Regions from separate parts of the Rattus norvegicus genome. Here region 1 is linked to region 2. Evidence: chromatin contacts called from public Hi-C data. All regions are on one chromosome and are shown on one strand. Each heading gives the region's core, a stretch centred on a gene start, on an enhancer-like site or on the middle of the called end of the contact. The rest is flanking DNA. Distances are from core to core; before and after follow the strand shown. Region 1 overlaps Ppp2r5e (protein phosphatase 2 regulatory subunit B', epsilon). Region 2 overlaps Ppp2r5e (protein phosphatase 2 regulatory subunit B', epsilon).

Region 1 (3,612 bases), core at 677-3,176, 42 kb before region 2:
CAGCTGGACTCTGTGATTGTTAGCTCTTCCTATTGCTGGGGAAGAAGTACTTGACAAAGGCAGCCTAAGGGAGGAGAAGTTTATTTGTCTCAGTTTAGAGCAGTGGTTCTCAACCTCAGTCATGCGACCCTTAATATTCCTCTTGTGGCGATGATCCTCAACCATAAAGTTACTTTCATTGCTACTTTATAACTAATTATTTTGCTACTGTTACCAATCATAGTGTAAACATCTGGTTGGTATAAGACGCCTATAAAAGTGTTATTTAACCCCCAGAAGAGTTGAGACCCCCCGGTTGACAACCCCTGTTTGAGCAGGTCCCACCCATCATGGTGTGGAAGGCATTGCAATGGAAGCTTACAGTAGCTGGTCATATCCAGTTGTTAGACAGAAACTGGAGCGCTCAGAGCAGAAGGGCCTTAGTGGCCTCTGTTCGTCAGATACATCTCAAAAGTTCCAGAACTTACTGGAATAGTGTCACTAAGCTGGGAAACACGTTGTGTGTGGGGGTGCGGTGGGTGGGGGGGAGCAGGAGAGGGAGAGGGAGAGAGAGAGAGAGAGACTTCAGATTTAACTACAACAGACATTCCTTTCAATATTGTTGAAAGCAGAGAAACTACCAGACTTGCAAAATAATTGGTTTTCTAATTGTAAGCTATTCATTTTCTTAGCATTTATACCAGGATGTCAGCTGGCCCTATCTGGTGAGAGAAGGGAAGAAGTGAGCTATGCTCTGGTTGGGGATTAGAGAGCATTAAGTCTGTCTTGGTGTGCATCTCCTTTGTAAATTTGAGTAGGGAGGATTTTGAAAGGTTAACTGAACAAAGAGGACTCAGTTTAGAGATAAGCAGGGTTCAGGCAGATAGCATAAGGAAGTCAGTGCTTTGGAGATGAAGTCCCTTAGAAAGTTATATGTGGAGCAGTGTTGGCCAAGCTCATTAATTGCCGGAGTTAGCTGTGGGCATGTCAGGGTTCACCGTGGGATCCTTTTCTGCTTTTTGAGTATAAACATTTACACAACAAAGTAACACAAGGCGCATTTGCCTTTGCAAAGTGCTGTCTGTGTCTTCCAGGTTGAGGGTCGTTGTCTTTTGGCAGTGTTAACACTCCTAGTTCCAGTGCCCATAACAAAATAAAGCATTATGTTAAATTGAGACAAAAGAAAGTCCCAACGTCTGACGATTTTTGACTTATAAAATTGGAAATTTCCTACAGTTCAACCTAATATGGAGTACATGTATTTTTTTTTCCCCCTCTGCCAGTTTCTTTTTACTAGTGTGAATGTAATCTGCAGGCTCAGAGAAGCCTCTTCAGGCTTTTCTATTCTCTGGGGCTGTCATTTCTGGGTATGATTTATCAGGAAGAATTTACATGTGCTGACAGTACTCTCCTGGGTGCTGCCTACACAGAATTAGGTAGACAGCCACTTCTTGGTTTTATTGTGCCAGCCTTGGAAGTCAGCGCTGTGCTCATTCTCTGTGTTGTAAGGGTGGGTCAACAAACCAGTCGGTTCATTTGGCAAAGTGCCGTGTGAACAGGTGAGCATGCTTGGGGCAGACAGGTGGAGCTGCCACCTGTGTAATACTCAGGAGCTTTCCATAAGGAGAAGTTAATCTTCCAAAGAGCCCTGAGTGCAAGTCTGTGCAATTTCAGTATTATGAAAGCAGGGAGTGATGGACAGGAGACAGATGCTCTTTTCCCCCTTTTGAGAGATAATTAGGACCTAGAGAAGTGAAGGGATTTACTCTGTTGTAGAGGCAAATTAGAAGTGGAGGCAGATCTTGTGCATTCTCAGTGTATATCCCAGATCCCGAACCAGGTATTGTCAAAATATGCTGGGGCAGGCCAGGGCACCGCTCTGTAATAGAGCAGAGCATAGCCCAGGGCTGGATTCCCTCCCCAGTGTCCTGAGTGTCCAGTTTGCACTGGGCCTCCTGGAGGTCCCTGAGATGACTCACAGCCTGTGAAGTCACCCTTTTTATAACAGTACTGACAATACATGCTTTTATTTTCTCATGAGCAGATCATGGAGTTTTCTAGAAGCTGTTCAATACTTCAAAAAAATTAAGCCAGAGTGGGCTTGAGATTTTGGATACTAGTACTTTCTAAATGAACATTAAAGAACTTTACAAAAATGTGAGTTGATGTAACTACTCTTACTAATTTGTTTTGAAAATACAGTTCCTATGCAACTTACGTGGGCTGTGGCTATGGCTCAGTGGTATGTTTGTCTCCTGGATGCAGGGCCCTGGCCTCAACCCCTAGCCCTATTTTAATTACTTTATTTGTTTTAACTTTTAGCAGACAGTCTTAACTGTGTAGTCCTGACTCGCCTGGAACTTAAAGAGTTCTGACTCTGACTCCTGAGTGCTGGAATCGAGGGCATGTCCTGTGACACCCAGTAAGCACCACGGCTGTTTTAAAATGTATGTGTGGATAGCTATTGATTTGGATCTGGAGTAGTCCCAAAGGCTTTATGTATTTGCTTTGTTTTTCCTGCTGGTTATTTAGTATCTGTGTGTTGATGGCTTGGTTGCCATCCTGTGGCAATGCTGGGAGAAAATGGAGCCTTAGGAGGAAGGGGCTCCTTTCAGGGAGTTAGGTCACTGGCTGTGCGCTCTGGGAGATGATATTAGGATCTCCTTTGTTCTTCTTTGGTTCTCAGTTGCTATGAAGAGGATAGACTTCTTCCACTATGCCCTCCCTCCTTGTACACTATTGTGCCACAGCGCAAAGCACAAAGGCCAAGAAGCTCAGACAGCCTTTTTCTTCTATTATTTCTGGTAATAAGAAAAAAATTTTCTTTTCTCTTCTTTTCTTTTCTTTTTCTTTTTCTTTCTTTTTTTTTTTTTTTTTAGAGCTGAGACCCAAACCCAAGGCTTGGCACTTGCTGGGCAAGCATGCTACTGCCAAGTTACATCCTCAACCTCTAAAATAGTTTTTAAAATTATTATTATTTTTTATTTTGTGTGCATATGTGTGTGTTTTATGTGTGCTACCATACTGTAGTGTAAATGTGGAAGTCAGAGGATAAGTTAGTGATCTTCCTTCTACCACACATGTCCTGGGGACAGAAGTCAGGTCGCTAGGTTTGGCAGCAGGTCTCTCCCCACTGAGCCATCACATCCCTGCCTCAGAAATGTTGTCAGAGTGACAGAACCCTCCAGGACAAAACCTAAGTGATGCTTACTTTACTTTCTGGATGTGTTTCCAGCTCTCTATTTTGTGGGTACCATGATTATAGTTTTCCTAATAAGTAAGAAATAGTCTGGTAGACAATTGTTATAATTTTTGATTTATCCCCCATATAAATCATTTAGTTAATGTATCTTATTTTTATTTCCAAAAGCCAAATCACACAAAAGTGGAAATAACTCTCCTAGAAAATTTGTGATGGTATTTTTTTTTTTATTTGTATAAAGAGTTTGTTTTACTTTCTATCCCTGTGTGCACATTGGGCGTGCTTGCATGTGCATGCACTCACACAGGGAAGTGTAATTGTAATCAATATGAAAGCGAAATGAGGCAGAGCTTACACTCACTGTGTTGAATGTATTCATTTCTAAAAAACTATGGTGCTACAACTTACTAGATCAACTTTTAAAAATGATA
Region 2 (3,827 bases), core at 1,129-3,628:
GATTGGATAAAGGACCTTGTGAATTGGATATGTATGGCTGGCTAACTGAGGAGACTTCTAGATGAATAGGTATCTAGTCACTAGTTTCTAAGTGACTAGTTTCTTCTTAGATACAATATCTCATAATTGCTAGAAGAGAAAATTACCCACAGCAAAAAGATTTCTAATATTTCCCATTATTTGAAATAAAATAGAGAATGTTGTCAGCTGACTTTCTGGAACACTGGGGAGATTCTGACAGCCCAGGTTCCACTGGAGCTGCTGGGTGCTTGTAACCTAGCAGCTCAGCTCCCCGGCTTCTGTTTCCAGGGCTCCGTTGGAGTTGTGATGGCTGCCGTAGACATGACATCCTTTTCAGTCTCTGGACAACGTTCCTTGCTATTTCCTCCTCTTTCTCATCTGTCTCCTCTTTTAGCTCACAGATAGCAACCTCCAGTTCATTCTTCTACCCTGCTTTAAACGCACACTTCTTGATGTACTTCACTTCCAAATGTTGGGGTGTACAGCAGCTCTTCCAAAGTGATCCAGTCAAACCCTGGCACTAAGTATCCATGCACATGTAAGTTCTCAGTTGTCTCTAACCCCAATCTGTCCAGTCCAAGTCCAACTTCATATGTCTTGTTGCTTTTAGTATATCTTTAGCTGAACCTCTGAGTCTTTCTACCAAAGCAAGCAAACAAAACAAAACATCTTTTGCTTCCCAGTCTTTATCTTGGGAAACCATCCTTTGTTTATTTGTTTCTTTGTAAATGATTCACTTAATTAATTTTACGTGTGCGGGGTGTGTGTGTGTGTGTGTGTGTGTGTGCATGTATTTATGTGTATATGCATGGTACCTGTGAAGTTCAGAAGACGATGTCAGGGCCCCTGGTACTGGAGTTAATGGAAAGTTGTAAGCCACCACATGGGTACTGGGAATTGAACCTGGGACCTTTGGGAGAACAGTCAGTTTGCTTAACCACTGAGCTAGCATTTCAATGCCCTTTAACCACACATCCTGTTTGCTTTGCCATCCCCTAGTCTGAGCCACCTCTGTTCTTATCATACTACCTAAATTCTCTGGAACTGCTGGACTGATTTAAAAGGACAAATCAAGTCATGTGACTTCCCTGTGCGCCATCCATTACAACTTCCTGTTGTACTTCAAGAAACAGCCAATCATCTTTCATAGCTTACGCATCTATGTTGACTATTCATAACTAGGAAATGGGACATTGCAGCTTTAACTAGAATAGAATTTTCACGAAGGGTGGCTTTTCTTTGTTCACTATTATTTTCTCAGTGCCTAGAACAGAGTATACACCGATAAGTACTAATAAGAACTTGTAAACACATTGATCCCATGGGACTTCTAAAGCTTTTCTCCTTCCTTTCTCAAACCAGCACAGCAGCCAGGCACAGTACTTTAATCTCAGTACTCTGGAGGCAGAGGCAGGCAGGTGGATCCTGAGTTTGCAGCCAGCCCAGGTTCCACAGTGAAACACAAGAAAACTCAAAGCAGCACAGTGTAGCTCATCATTTTCTACCGTGTACAAAATCCTGCAAGGCCTCTCATGTTCTGTCCCTCTCCTCTGTCCCCTTCTATCCATTTCTCTGCTGTTCCTGTTTGAGTCTTCAGGTCAGAGGATGTGTCTGATTACAAGGTTAGGTGAATATGGAGCAGAAGAGCTAGCAAGGAAATGAAAAAGGAAGCCGAGAACAGCATTCGCAGGTTTAAGAAATAGCTGTTTTGTGATGACAGTCTTGTACTATGCATAGTAGGAAATCCGTTGAGTCTTCTTCGTCCTTCTTCAACAGTCTCCAGTCTTAAAGCTGGACAGTCAGCATCTAATTTAGATATCGCCTATGGCAAAGAAATGGTGAGTTGTGGGGCTTTAGACATACATGCAGCTCGTCAAGGGCTTCCACAGTAATTCCTAAACCATCTGGGACAAGATTAGGCTTGATTTTAAAGGATGTTAGGAAGGTTCTTAAATTTCTTTCCTGATCCAATTTTTTTTTTTAATGTGTGTGAATGTCAGAAGTTTCATTATGAGTTTAACAATAAATGTGTGAATTGTGAATGAGCCAGGGAAAGGAAGTGCTTTCAAGCCATTGGTAGTTCTGTGTATATTAGTGTAAATGGGTTTGTTAGAAGCACATTTGGTGGGTATGGAAACCAGTGGGGCTCTGACGGGACACGCCCGGCCAGCCACAGGGCTTGAGTAGGGTGTCAGTGAGGACAAGAAGTCCTGCTTCGGAGACGGCCAGATGTCACCCTTGGGCTTTCCAGATTTGCCTCTACGTGGTCGCAGCCCGGAGCCTGTGGAAAGAAGTCCCTGTTTTCAGTTCCGTGGCATTCCCTAATGCACTGTGTCCCCAGAGCACCGGCCAGAGGTACTTGGACCTGATTGCTGCTTGTTTATTTTTAGGTGTCTTGCAATATATTCAGAACTCTCCCTCCTAGTGACAGCAATGAATTCGACCCAGAAGAAGATGAACCTACCCTCGAGGCATCATGGCCCCACCTACAGGTACTCGACTTTTCAAATGTGTTATAAAGAAACTCCATTAACTCTTCCTGGTTAGCATGGGGATTCCTGGAAGGAAGAGACCAAATTAGAATAAATATTGGCAAATCAATGCATGCTTTTGTGTTTCATGTGCTTGCTAATTAGCATGCCAGAAGAGAGGAACTGGGTTTCAGTGCAAAACTTTTCCGTGACCCACTGGGTCTCTGTATTGCAGGTCCAATGCCTAGGTCTTACTCCCTTAACTGAACCATTTTACATCCTGCCCCTGGAAATTCAACCAGGAACAGAGCTCTTTTCATATTTGGGCTAGCTGCATGTGATTAGGTCACAGAATACATACCCCGGGTTCTTTTTTTTTTTTAAGTAGTAGGTGCCCGGGGACTTTGTATGCCTGTCTTTGCAATATCACTTAGTGGGTTTCCTTAGTTTATGCAAAGGTCAGAGCCATATGGCAGTGAGAGAGAGGAAGAGTGGAGAAAACTGTCAGGGCACCAGTGCCAGGCTGTCTACTTAGTTTACTTACGTATCAACTCCTTATTTTTGTGTCCTTTCTTGAGGCCAACGTTCCTTAAAAGAAGAAGACAGATGCTTGAATGTGTGGGCTCCTAAGCCAATTTCCCTTGAGTTGGAATGTTTGCAGAGGACAGTGAGAAATAACGTGAAGGAGAGGGAGGGTGGAAGAGAAGGACTGAGCTCTGTCCGTCAGCACCCGACAGGAGCCCCTGTGTGTGGTGCTCACTCACTGAGCTTGTGAAAGGCTCACAGGAATCTGCGTGTATGTTTTCCCCACGCTAGAGTTTTTTACGTAGACTTGCAACATGGCTAATCCTTTTTTAGTGCCTATAGGTTATTATGGGTACATTGCCTGCCGTTGTGGTTACGGGGCTCTTTCCAGGGCTATTTTCCACACCCTGTCCTCAGGCTTGTGGTCCTGTGTGATCCTCTGAGAGGACCAAGGTTGGGCAAGTTATGTTAGTTTTAATACTGTTTGGTCTCTTAGGTTATCTGGCTCTTCAGTCATCTGGTGAGTTATATATACTGTAAGAGATTTGTAGGCCTCTACTGTCTTTCTCATATGTATTTTCTGGATGATACAAAATTCAAAAACAAACAGATCAAAACCCCTTTGAATGGTGGAAATCTGGTTATATTTTATTGTTTTTTTTAAATGACTTCTTGTATGAGCATAGCAAACTTTTGTCATTTCCCTTCCCTAGTCTGTCACCTCTCTTTCTGTCATGGAGACTTCAGCAGGACTGCATCCTGCTCTGATTTTTTTTTTTTTTTTCAGTTTCTTTTCAGTTTTGGAAATAG

The links. Hi-C and Micro-C count contacts between places; a contact is called where the count stands out from the background.
Region 1: a Hi-C map of liver shows a contact between it and region 2, with 1.8 times the contacts expected there. The contact joins two enhancer-like sites. A contact is called at or near these places in 3 of 12 Hi-C or Micro-C datasets (kidney and liver).

What each region holds. Positions count from the first base shown.
Region 1 is chr6:99,989,390-99,993,001 of GRCr8, reverse strand. All of the region lies in intron 2 of Ppp2r5e (protein phosphatase 2 regulatory subunit B', epsilon), which reads left to right. Among named protein-coding and RNA genes, the nearest start is that of Ppp2r5e, 62 kb to the left of the region's middle. Within about 2 kb of position 1,926, at least 8 of the 93 cell types and tissues checked have an H3K27ac peak or open chromatin away from gene starts, as enhancers often do. A contact at or near this core is called in liver, where this site is marked.
Region 2 is chr6:99,947,457-99,951,283 of GRCr8, reverse strand. It overlaps Ppp2r5e (protein phosphatase 2 regulatory subunit B', epsilon), which reads left to right. Exons shown (of 12, transcript NM_001106740.1): 4 at 2,412-2,513. Among named protein-coding and RNA genes, the nearest start is that of Gphb5, 79 kb to the right of the region's middle. Within about 2 kb of position 2,378, at least 3 of the 93 cell types and tissues checked have an H3K27ac peak or open chromatin away from gene starts, as enhancers often do. A contact at or near this core is called in liver, where this site is marked.